Regions from separate parts of the Sus scrofa genome. Here region 1 is linked to region 2. Evidence: chromatin contacts called from public HiChIP or PLAC-seq data. All regions are on one chromosome and are shown on one strand. The core of a region is the stretch at or near the end of the contact, and the rest is flanking DNA. Distances in the headings are between cores, read along the strand shown. Region 1 holds the start of CSK (c-src tyrosine kinase). Region 2 holds the start of SCAMP2 (secretory carrier membrane protein 2).

Evidence for each region. HiChIP or PLAC-seq counts read pairs in DNA pulled down with a chosen protein or histone mark.
Region 1: a contact with region 2 is called in an H3K27ac HiChIP or PLAC-seq map of alveolar macrophages. The contact joins the promoter of CSK here to the promoter of SCAMP2 in region 2. A contact is called at or near these places in 1 of 5 promoter capture datasets (liver), 9 of 47 Hi-C or Micro-C datasets (embryonic fibroblasts, fetal liver, liver and 3 more) and 2 of 2 datasets of contacts at active chromatin or transcription factors (alveolar macrophages and skeletal muscle).

The regions. Positions count from the first base shown.
Region 1 is chr7:58,753,344-58,758,773 of Sscrofa11.1, forward strand. It overlaps CSK (c-src tyrosine kinase), which reads right to left and starts at 1,691. Exons shown (of 13, transcript NM_001190173.1): 1 at 1,317-1,691. LOC106504440 (a long non-coding RNA gene) reads left to right here and starts at 4,055. Exons shown (of 5, transcript XR_002345822.1): 1 at 4,055-4,173.
Region 2 is chr7:58,670,006-58,675,652 of Sscrofa11.1, forward strand. It overlaps SCAMP2 (secretory carrier membrane protein 2), which reads left to right and starts at 2,633. Exons shown (of 9, transcript NM_001243492.1): 1 at 2,633-2,816. The coding sequence starts at 2,760.

The DNA of each region.
Region 1 (5,430 bases), core at 441-2,940, 82 kb after region 2:
CCGAGAAAGACATTGGGACCATCAGGGTGTGGGGAGCTTGGAAGAGACCCCCTGGGTGTGCTCGCTCTGACAATGCTCCTATGCCAAGGCTATACGAGGCTTGCTCCCTGTGGACACAGGGCTCTCACATTCTGCATCCAGATCCATTCATGCTCCTATACCAGCTGGGCCAAAGGGTCAGGAATGACGATCAGGCTGTTTCAGCTCAGCACCAGGGCTACACCCCACGGGTGCCCCCGCATGCCACTTCCCGTCAGTAAGACCCAGCCTCAAGCACCAGAGGGAAATCCCATGGGCAGTGCTGATTCGGTCTGAGCCCAGACCCAGGCAGAACCGTCACCGGAAGCCCTCTCCCTCCTCTCTAGCCCTCTGCAGGGGAGCACGTGCTCACCCCACAAGGTCCCATGGGCCAGGCTGGGGGCTTATGGCCCCAGTGGGTAAAGGCTTATGCCTGGTTTCCCTGTACCCATAGCAGTCCAGGTGTTGTGGGGTGGTGGTGGGAGGGGATGGATGACGGAGGGACAGACAGCCTAACTCTGCCAAAGGCCTGGGATAGCAACTTCCCCCTTTGAGCCTCAGCCCCCCAGCCTACAAAATGGGAGGGGAGGTGAACCCTTAGTTAAGCTCCAAGGATCTGGTAGCTGGACACACCCCTTCCTGACAACTGGCCTGGCCTCCAACGAGCCTGGGAGAACAGAAAGGGCTGACCAGGACGCTAGGAGGTGGGGACCCACCTCCTAATGCCCAGTGTCACCTCCACCGAGGCCAGAGGCCCTGCCTAGTTTCCCACCCAAGGGTCAGATGTCCCTGGGCTTAGGCCTGGTCTTCTAAAAGTCCGAAGATGATAAGCTCAACCTCTGGCAGGCTCAAGGGAGGCGGCTGGACCCTGGGCCTCCGCAGAGGGAATGAAGGAGGGGTCAGAACCAGGCAGGCCAAAAAACCTGCAGGCCTGCAGGGAGGCCCTGGGCAGGGAATGGCAAACAGCCCATTCTCCTGGGCTCTGGTCCACGCTGACCCCTTCCCCTCCGCTCCAGCCAGCCCCAATACGGGGAAAGGACAGACTCCGGGTGGCCTGAGACAAGTCTGAGGGGCTGGGAGGGCAGTACCTCCCTCGTGAGCCCCCCTCCCAGACGGGCTGACAGTGACTCCCGGGAGATTTCGAACCCGGGAAGGAGGGGGTAAGGGAGTGGGGGATGGGTGTGGACGCCACGGCAGCTGCAACAGAAGCAACAGAAGCGGGACGTACAACCTCCACCCGTCTTCCCCTTGGGAAGCACTCGGACGCCCACCTCCTTCAGGGCCTGCCAGACACTCACCTTTTTCGGGGCACTGCGGTCCGGGCCACCTCGCTGCGGGCAGCATCAGCGGCCTGCGGGACGGTCCATGCGGCCAGCCGAGAAGGGAGGGGCGCAGGGGTCCCCGGGGGGTGCGGTACAAAGAGGTCTGGGTGCGAAAGGAGGGGGAGGAAGGACGGCCAGACAGAGGCAGGGGGATGGCTGCGCGGCCCGGGTCGGGGAGGGAAGAAAGGCGGGGGAAGGGGGGCGGGAGGGACTCAGGGGGAGGAAACAATGTAGCCGGTGAGGCCCCGGCAGAGTTCCGCTTCCAAACGCCGACACCAAGGCTCGATCTGGGGACGTCGCGCCGGCTGCCCCGGGCTGCCCCGGACGCTGGCTCGGGGGCCGCAGGGTCTCTCCACGTTCCACGCCCCGGAGACTCCTGCGGCCAGAGGCTGCCTGGAGCGGGAGGGACGGCTGGCCGGGGGATAGCCCCGACGGCGGCGCTGCCGGGCGATGGCCCAGCTCGGACCCCACCCCGGCAGGACCTCCGGACAGGGTGCGGGGTGGGGCGGGAGCGAGAGGGCGGCGGCGGTCTCAGCGGCGGCGGCCAAGCTCGGCTCGCCCTGGGCTCCGCTGGGAGGAAGCTCGCAGGCCTGGCGAGAGGAAGCGCGGCCCCGGATCCTCCGCCCGCGGCAGCGCGCCTGCGCGAGGGAGCCAGCCGGGAGCACGGCGGGGCGTGGGCTGGCGGGAGGACAGCGCCCTCTGTCGGGATCCCGGGGCACTGCGGGGGGTGTGTCCGCGCCCAAGCCCTGCCCCCACCTGCCCGCCCGCGTCGAAGGCTTCAGAAGGTCCCTCACTGAGGGCCGAACAGTCCGCCTTGGAGCAAACGCCAAAACTTCCCTGGGGAACAGCTCTCCCTATGCAGAAGCGACCTCCTTCTTCTCGTATCTTTTTGTGGAGAATGGGTCTCGCTCGCAGCAGCATTCATTCATTCATAGGTGTTTCCTGGCGCTGATGTTGCGACAGGCCCTGTAATGAAGACCGCTTCATTACTGCCAAGGAGTTCCCAGAACTGGCAGGCCAGCAGACAAGCGCTAAGAAATAATTGATAAAAGTGAAGAAGTGTGTACAGGTCCACAAGAAGCAGAAAAGAGGGAAGGGTAATGGGCAATCTTCATAAAGCTGGGACCCCAGGCAGAAGGAACAGCATGGACAAAGGTAGGGAGAGGTGAGAGCCATTTGGTGGCTCTGGGAACTGTAAATAGCTCAGTATGGCTGCAGTTTGCAGTGTGGGTCCAGGAGAGTCCTGGGAGATGGCGTCCCCGACAGCCGCGGAGACAAAAGAGATCCAAAAAGACTGATGGGACTTTTCTTGGACTTTGTTTTCGAAAAGCCTGGCAGCAATGAGGAAGTTGTCAGTAGCTATGTGACCTTGGGAAAGTTACTTAACCTCTCTGGGCTCTAGTTTACCAAACAGGGAAAGTAACAGCACCAACTTCTTAAGGTTTTGTGGGGAGGAAATGAGTTAATACATTTAAAGAGCTTAGCATGCAGTGGCAGGCACATGGTCAGTCCTTAGCCAAGTATTGCCTGTTATTATATATTACAGTTAACAGGATGTCATCTGCTCTGAGCTACAGGAGCTGATGTGCATGTGGGGGGGGGGGGGAGCATACAGTTTTGGGGGCAGGGCAGTGATGGTGGAAAGACCAGAGACTCCAGTGTAGGTGGGGGTGGGGGGGCACTATCCTAGGGACTGGGCCCTGAAGGAAGAGTCTGGTTTGGGTGGGCAGAGGGGAGGGGCATACTGTGGTGGGGGAAATGAGGTGTACTTGCAAAGTCTTGAAATTCAAAATAAGTGAGGGGCTAGGGACTGAGAGGGACAGTAAAGGGCCCTGTGGGAGAGTGAGCTGAATGTGCAGTGTGGCTGTACATTGCACAGAGAGGAGTTGGGTTTGCCTCCCGAGACAGACCACAGAATGGCCCTCCGACCCAGTGCACCCCTGGGCCAGCTTTCCAGTACGGAGCCAGCCCTTCAAGGAGTGAAGCAGTAGTCCCACCCCTGCCCTTAGGAGACATCCACTAAGTCTCAGAGATGGCTGTGGTGTGATGGGGAAAAGTATGAATTTGGAGTTCAAATCATAAAGTTAAATCTCAGTGGGGCCGCTTCCCAGCTGTGTGACCTTGGGCTAGTTACTTAACGTCTCTGAGCTCAGTTTCCTCCTCTGTAAGATCAAGCTCAAAAAGGCACCTCTTTCACAAGAGATGGTGCAGATCTAGCAAGATAACGGCCTAGGGGTGAGGGAGGTGGGGAGGGCGCTCAGCTTGGCTGGTTTCCCTTTCTTTCCTCTGAGGTCAAGATGGAATGATAAATTGGGACCGGATGGGGCCACCTCTCAGGCTGAAGGGAAGGCCTTCAGTGGCTTTGCAAAGACTTCTGGAAGTGCGAAGTTGACATCTCCCCTCCCTTGACTGAATCAGCTGGCAAAATGAGAAAGGGCTGTGGGGATTTGGGGAAAATGCTCTAATCCCTGTTCCAGTTTTGTCACCAGCCCATCTTTCGTTACCCTCAAGCACATTTGACTTTTTCCCCTGAGTTTGCTGCGGTCTGAGTATGAACTTTGGAGTCAAACAGACTTGTATTTGCATCCTGGCTCCACCTCTTCACAGCAGAGTGAAATAAACTTGTTAACGTCCTGAACCCCAGGCACAGGAGAAATCAATAAAGGGCCTTGCCCCACAGAGCTCTCCTCTAGTGGAGGAGCCAATTAACTTCCAACCTTATCACCACTCATTCCTTCATTCCCGCAAATACTGAGCGCCTGCAAAATGCTCTGCACTATTCTGGATGCGGGAGATGAAAACTACCCTGGTTCTTGTCCAGTGGGGTAAATAGGTAAGCAGGGCAATTAGACAGTGTGGGATGAGGGCCATGAAAGTCTGATGGAGGAGAGAGCACTGCAGGAGACGGGCCCAGAGAGCCCACAGTTTACAGGACAGCTGGAAAGACGGAGGTGACAGGATCAGAGGAGCAGGGGAGCGCAGCATGAGAGGAAGCTGGCCCAAGCTGCTCGGGTGTTGTGGACCAGGAGTTTTATCAGAAAAGTTTGGATTGTTGGAGTTCCTGTCGTGGCTAAGTGGTTAGCGAATCCGACTAGGAACCATGAGGTTGAGGGTTCGATCCCTGGCCTCGCTCAGTGGGTTAAGGATCCGGCGTTGCCGTGAGCTGTGGTGTAGGTTGCAGATGCGGCTTGGATCCCGAGTTGCTGTGGCTCTGGCATAGGCCAGTGGCTACAGCTCCAATTAGACCCCTAGCCTGGGAATCTCCATAGGCCGCAGGAGCGGCCCTAGAAAAGACAAAAAAGAAAAAAAGAAAAGTTTGGATTGTTATCATAGGAGCAATGGGGAGATGTTGAAGGATGTTAAGCCGGGGAGTGACACCACTGAGCAAAGACCAGTGGGGACGCTTTGCATAACCTGTCCAGTGATGATGGGCATGGGCCCTGGTGGACAAAGGAGAGCCACGCAACGCTCAGCGAGGGGTTGTTTGGGAGGAGGGAGGCCCCAGAAGAAAGCGGGCCTGATTCTCAGGGACCAGGGAAACACCTGGGGAAGTGCTGGTGCTCTTTGCTGAGGTAGGGAGGACATGGGAGAGGGGCAGGCTGGGGGTAACAAGCAGGAGGTGGCTTTTGGATGAGCTGAGTTTAAGATGCCTGTTCCATAGGATGATGCCAAGTGGGTGTCTGGAGCCATGTTTTACAGACAAGGCCACTGAGGCTCGAACCTAAAGAACTTCCCTAGGGAGTTCCCTTCATGTCTCAGTGGTTAAAGAAAGCGACTAGGATCCATGAGGATGTGTGTTTGATCCCTGGCCTCGCTCAGCGGGCTAAGGATCCGGCGTTGCTGTGAGCTGTGGTGTAGGTCGCAGACGTAGCTTGGATCCCGCGTTGCTGTGGCTGTGGCATAGGCTGGCAGCTAGAGCTCCAATTGGACCCTGCCTGGGAAACTCCAAGTGCCTTGGGTGTGGCCCTAAAAAAAAAAAAAAAAAAGACAAGGAACTTTCCTAGAGTCCCATTCCAGGGCTATGGTTTGGTCAGAGGACTTCCAAAGCCTGAGGCACCAAAGTTCCTTCCCTCTCAGGGACTCTAGGAAA
Region 2 (5,647 bases), core at 1,383-3,882:
CCTGGCCTACACCACAGCCCACAGCAACGCTTGATCTGAGCCGCGTCTGCAACCTACACCACAGCTCACGGCAATGCCGGATCCTTAACCCACTGAGCAAGGCCAGGGATCGAATCCGCAACCTCATGGTTCCTAGTCGGATTTGTTAACCACTGAGCCATGAAGGGAACTCCTAATGGTTTATTTTGTTTCTTCATTTCAGCCACACCCGAGGCGTATGGAAGTTCTTGGGCCAGGAGATGAATCTGAGCTGCAGCTGCAATCTACACCACAGCTGTGGCAACGCCAGATCCTTCACCCACTGTGCTGCAGCAGGAACTCCCCTGAACTACTGGTTTAGAGAGCTTCTGGACTGGTGAACACATCCCCTTACCAGAAAGGTGGCACACCCCAGCTCTACAAGGACAAAAGCTCTGGGATCAGGACCCGGACCTCACCCTTCAACTGGCCATTCATTTGTACTCTTTATCATGCTTTTTATTATATAATAAGCCAGTAAATGTGTTTACCTGAGTTCTGGAAGCCATTCTAGCAAATTATTGAACCTGAGGGGGCCGTGGGAACCCTGATTTATAGAAGTACAGGTGAGAACAGCCTGGGACTTGCAATTTGCCTCTGAAGTGGGGGAAATCTTGTGGGACTGAGCCCTTAATTAACCTGAGAAACACAAGAGGTTTTTCTTTTTTTTTTTTTTTGGTCTTTTGTAGGGTCGCACCCATGGCATATGGAGGTTCCCAGGCTAAGGGTCTAATCGGAGCTGTAGCCACCGGCCTACACCAGAGCCACAGCAACACAGGATCCGAGCCATGTCTGCAACCTACTCCACAGCTCATGGCAATGCCGGATCCTTAACCCACTGAGTGAGGCCAGGGATTGAACCTGCAACCTCATGGTTCCTAGTCGGGTTTGTTAACCACTGCGCCACCATGGGAATTCCAAAAGAGGTTTTTCTTATATTGCCCTCCGAGGGATGGCCCTGGGGGGTTAAGGAGTAAGGGCCGCACTCTCACCAGGTCCATGCCACGTCTGCAACCTACACTGTAGTTCTCAGCAATGCTGGATTCTTTAACCCATGGATCAAACCTGCATCCTCATGGATTCTAGTCAGATTCTTAACACACTGAGCCACAACAGAAACTCCAGGAGTAGGTAGCTTCTAATAGGACACAAACATATGTCCCTCCTATTCTCCCATTTGACATTTCCTGAAGAAGTGTGAGCTGGACCCTAAGAAAAGTGGATGAGGGAAATAGTAAATATTTGCTAAATGTCTATCATGTGTTTAGTACTATGTCAGTGCCAGAAATAATGAGGAAAACAGAGGCTACTCGTGCCCTTGTGGAGCTTATAGTCTAGCAGGAGAGACAGACACAAATAAAAAATCATCTATACAAGCGTGTACTTACAATGTGCAAGGTATTATAAAGGAAAAGCACAGGGTAATATAAGAGTTTATATTGGGGGTGGGGCTGATCTAATCTCTGGTGAAGAGAGACTACTCCTGAGGAAGGGACATATAAGCTTGGATTTGATGGATAAGTAGGAGTTAACTGGGGTATGATGAGAGCATGGGCTAAGAGCATACCAGAAAAAGGAAAAGTCCAGTGCAAAGGCCCTGAGGCAGGAGGAACAAGGGAAGTCTGAAGCACTGAAAAGCTACTAGGAGAGTTGGGATGCACATGGCTATGTTGTGGTGGTAGGGTAGGCACAAGAAGGAATGAGAAGAGTTGATAGGTGGAGGCAGATCTTGTTAAGACCTGGAGGCCAAACTAGAATTTGGGCCTCTATGGAAAATAATTGAAGAGTTTTAAACAGAAAGTTCCCTACTAATTTTGCCTCCTTCGAATGGATCTCTGGTTACAACACGAACAATAGACAAATTAGCAGCCCTGTACTCATCCAGAGTAAAGGATGATTGGCTGGATTCAGTGGCAGCAGAACTGTAAAAAGGCAGGAATAAATAAGGTGAGTTTGTGGGGGGCGAATCAGCCATCTCTCCCATGGCTGATGGTTCTATTGCTGAACTCCCACTTGCTTGGATAAATGCTTGATCCCCAGGTTAATCCCTGCTCAGGCCTTAAACCTGACCGGGCTGAGGGATCCTCATCCCTGAAACGATAAGATAAAACTTGACATTAGGGGTCAAGGCCTGAAAGAGTCAGGGCTCAGCTAGTGTCGGGAACAGCAGCACTGCCGGTTCTTAAAAGAACCTCTCTGCTCGGCTGCTACCACTAGAACACTTTCCTAGCCTGGCGAAATTCTCTGGGTCAGGAATTCTATTCCCTACTCTCGCCATAGGCTTAGACTTCTGTTTCCGGACCTAACCTGTGCATGCTTCCTAAACTTGCCCTCCAAGGAAGTTAAGGGGTTAAGTTTCCAGGCCCACTTTGGGAAGTTTACTTGAGTTTACTTTGGGGAGTTCTCAATGCTGAAAGCTAACTGACCGAGAAGCAATTGGGAACGCTCCAGCCCCGCCTCTCTCAAGTCCCTTGTGGTCTCCCAGACCCTAAACGCACCAGCACAGGGAAGCAGCTGATGGAAGCGGAACGCCCACGAGCTGCTCCATACTGGGTTGGGCAGGAGGGCGGAGCGGATTTCTGTTACGTCACACCACCACGCCCCTCTGGGAGGATGCTGCGCCTGCGCCAGAACGGCTGCCTCGCTCCCGGAAGTGGAGGGTCTGCAAGAAGAGCACCGCTGGGTCTGGGTGCCAAGAGGCAGAAACGCTCGCGGAGCTAGCCCGTTGGACCCCGATCGCCATGTCGGCCTTCGACACCAACCCCTTCGCGGACCCAGTGGACGTAAACCCTTTCCAGGTAGAGTCCTAATCTTACAGCGCTCTCTAGTGCCAAAGGCCGCACCGCCCTGGCCTCTTTCGCCAGGGTCGGGAGACGTGGCATAGGAGGGACGGGCTATCTGCCCAATGGGAGAGCAGGCTCTGAGGGCTGGCTTATCATAGCTCCTGGGGGGCGGGACTATCAGCAGGTGGAATAGCAGAGGAGGCGGGGCGCTGTACTTTGGAAAGAGGTGGGACCATGTAGCTCCCCAGACGTAGCCCCTCTAACTGGACACTGCTGAGGAAGGACATGATCAAGGAGATCCTCAGCTTCAGAGAGAGAAGCGATTTCACCTGAGGGGGTAGTGTGGCTACATCCCACAGTCTTGGGGAGACACCAGCCTTGAGTCACTTTAGATGGCAGCAACCTAATGAGGTGGTGGAACCCTATAATTGGGGTGAAAGTGGAGAAAATCCCAAGACCACCCCTCCACAACACAGACACAGCCAACTACTGTATAAGGTGTAGGAGAGCCGCTGAGGTTTATCAGGAAAGGAAGTCTGGTAACCCAAACTGAAATACGGCCTTGATAACAATTCCACACCTCCGCTGTGGGTCTGTTTTTGACTGGATTTTGGCTAGATGGGAGAGCCCGGGTTAGAGAGGGAGGAGAAGTGCGGAGCCTCTGGTGATCTTGAAGCACAAGGAATGTTGGTCTCATGGATCTATGTGTGATGGCGAGGTAGTTGAGATGCCCTGACCTATGAGCTGCCTTGACCCTTTGAACAAATAATCAAGGAGAAAACAAACTTCCTACTCAAAGTAAAAACCATTCTGCCTTTGAGCTAAGAGCACAGGGGTATTCTTACTCATGATGAAGGGTTGGGATTCCAGTTAGCTCCAAAGCTCCCGTGCCTCTCGTTTCATGTCTGTCCAAAACCAGTTCTCGGGAAGCTTGCTTGTGCTGACGGGTGATTTATGAGCCCTGAGCTTTCTGCTTTGTCAGGATGTCACCAGGCAGATGAACTCATCCTGCTTGTACTTTTTTTGGTCACTGGCAACTTCCAAGTTTCCTGCAGGTGTAGGGGGAGTCCTTGGAGGGGTCCTTGCTGCACCTCACAGCATGAGCTTTCCCACCTTGAATCCACCTTCAAGGGTCAGAACAAACACAAAGGAGACTAGAATGAATGTCAGATAATGGACATTTTGTGCCTCTTTCTTGGTCTCAAGGTGACTTAGCCAATGGAAGCCCTCAAGGCAAGTTTTGGTAGCTTGTTCTTTGTAACATCAGGGAATTCCTAACATTCCTCTTATAACTTAACGCTTCTTGACAGAACTGTTTGAAGGACTTTATCTCTTATGTAATGCAGTCATCTCTATTTGAGTAAAGAAAGAATATTTGCTTTTTTTTGGTCTTTTTAGGGTCATACCCACAGCATATAGCGGTACCCAGGCTAGGGGTTGAATTGGAGCCGCAGCTGCCGGCCTACACCACAGCCACAGCAACGCAAGATCTAAGCTGAGTCTGCCGGCCTACACCACAGCTCAAAACAATGCCAGATCCTAAACCCACTGAGCAGGGCCAGGGATCAAACCGGTGTCATCGTGGATAGTAGTTGGGTTTGTTACTACTGTGCCACAATGGGAACTTCCATTTTCTTTCTTTTTTTTTTTTTTTTTTCTGTCAGTGTTTTCAGATAACTGTTTTGCTTTAATTATAAAACTGCTGCATGATACTGGAGTTTGGGTTTTAGTAAGGATCTAATAGCCCTTTGGCTGTGTGCTGTTGTAATGATATGCCTTTTTTTTTTCCTTTGGTCCTGTCAGAATCAGAAATAAAATATCCGCTGCTATCTGACAGAGGCAGTCAGCTGTCCAAATATGTAGAGAGAGCTTGTCCCCAGTGCTAGTGGTGGGCAAGATAGTTGGCCTGAATTCTGCCCTATATTGAAAGTCTTAAACCACATCTTCAGCTCCAGAAATGATTGTGCAAACTGTGGTAGAAGTAGCTTCTGCATTCCAGCGAGACGGTCTGTCCAGGCAGCCCCAGGATATGACAGGACAGGAAGCAGCTGTGGTCCTTAAAGAGCAACATCTGGTGGGGAACTCTGTGTGGAAAGAAGAGAGCTGGCTGGCTGCAATTCTGCTTCTCCTGACCCTGGGCTGGGTTTTTCCTCTTGGTATATAGCTGTGTGGGGGCAAAGGAACTTAGAACGTGAGACCCCCAGTCTCCTTCTCCTGGAGAGCTACCCTCCCTCTCTTTGTGATGGTTGTGTATGCCACTTTCCTGACTGCCAGGGCTGGAACATTGGGAGGGTGCAGCCCTAGGGTGACTGGGTGTGAGCCTAGCTTCATTTACCCAGGGTGTTGGCACAGAGCTCAGGAGAGAACAGGCGGAGAAGCGATAGACTCAGAAACTGGCACACCTAGCCAGCTTTCAGAGCAGAGTTAATTTTTTTTGCCTTCACTCCACGTGGTTTACGAAAATATACTTAGTGTTTAGAATCCATGGTGGACTGTTAGAACCGAGAACGTCCTTGGAAATCTCTGCTAACCCCTTTAGTTGAGAGATGAAGAAACCGAAAACTCAGTGAGGGTGGGACATGCCGGAGTCCCCAGCTAACTTGAAGCAGGAAGGGGCTCAGTTCTGGGTGTCATTCTCAGGGCAGTGCTGTTTTAAACTGCCTTGGGGTTATTTAGGCTGCTAAGGAAAGAATATAATGTCATCATCACTGTCACCATTCTTAAAATGAGAGTACTGGTGGGGTGAAAGTAACAATTTAATATTAAGTAAGCTTTTTTGGCGGGGGGGGGCACGGTTCAGAAATTGGGGCTGGAACAATATGAATTGTATGTGCTTTTTAAGACAG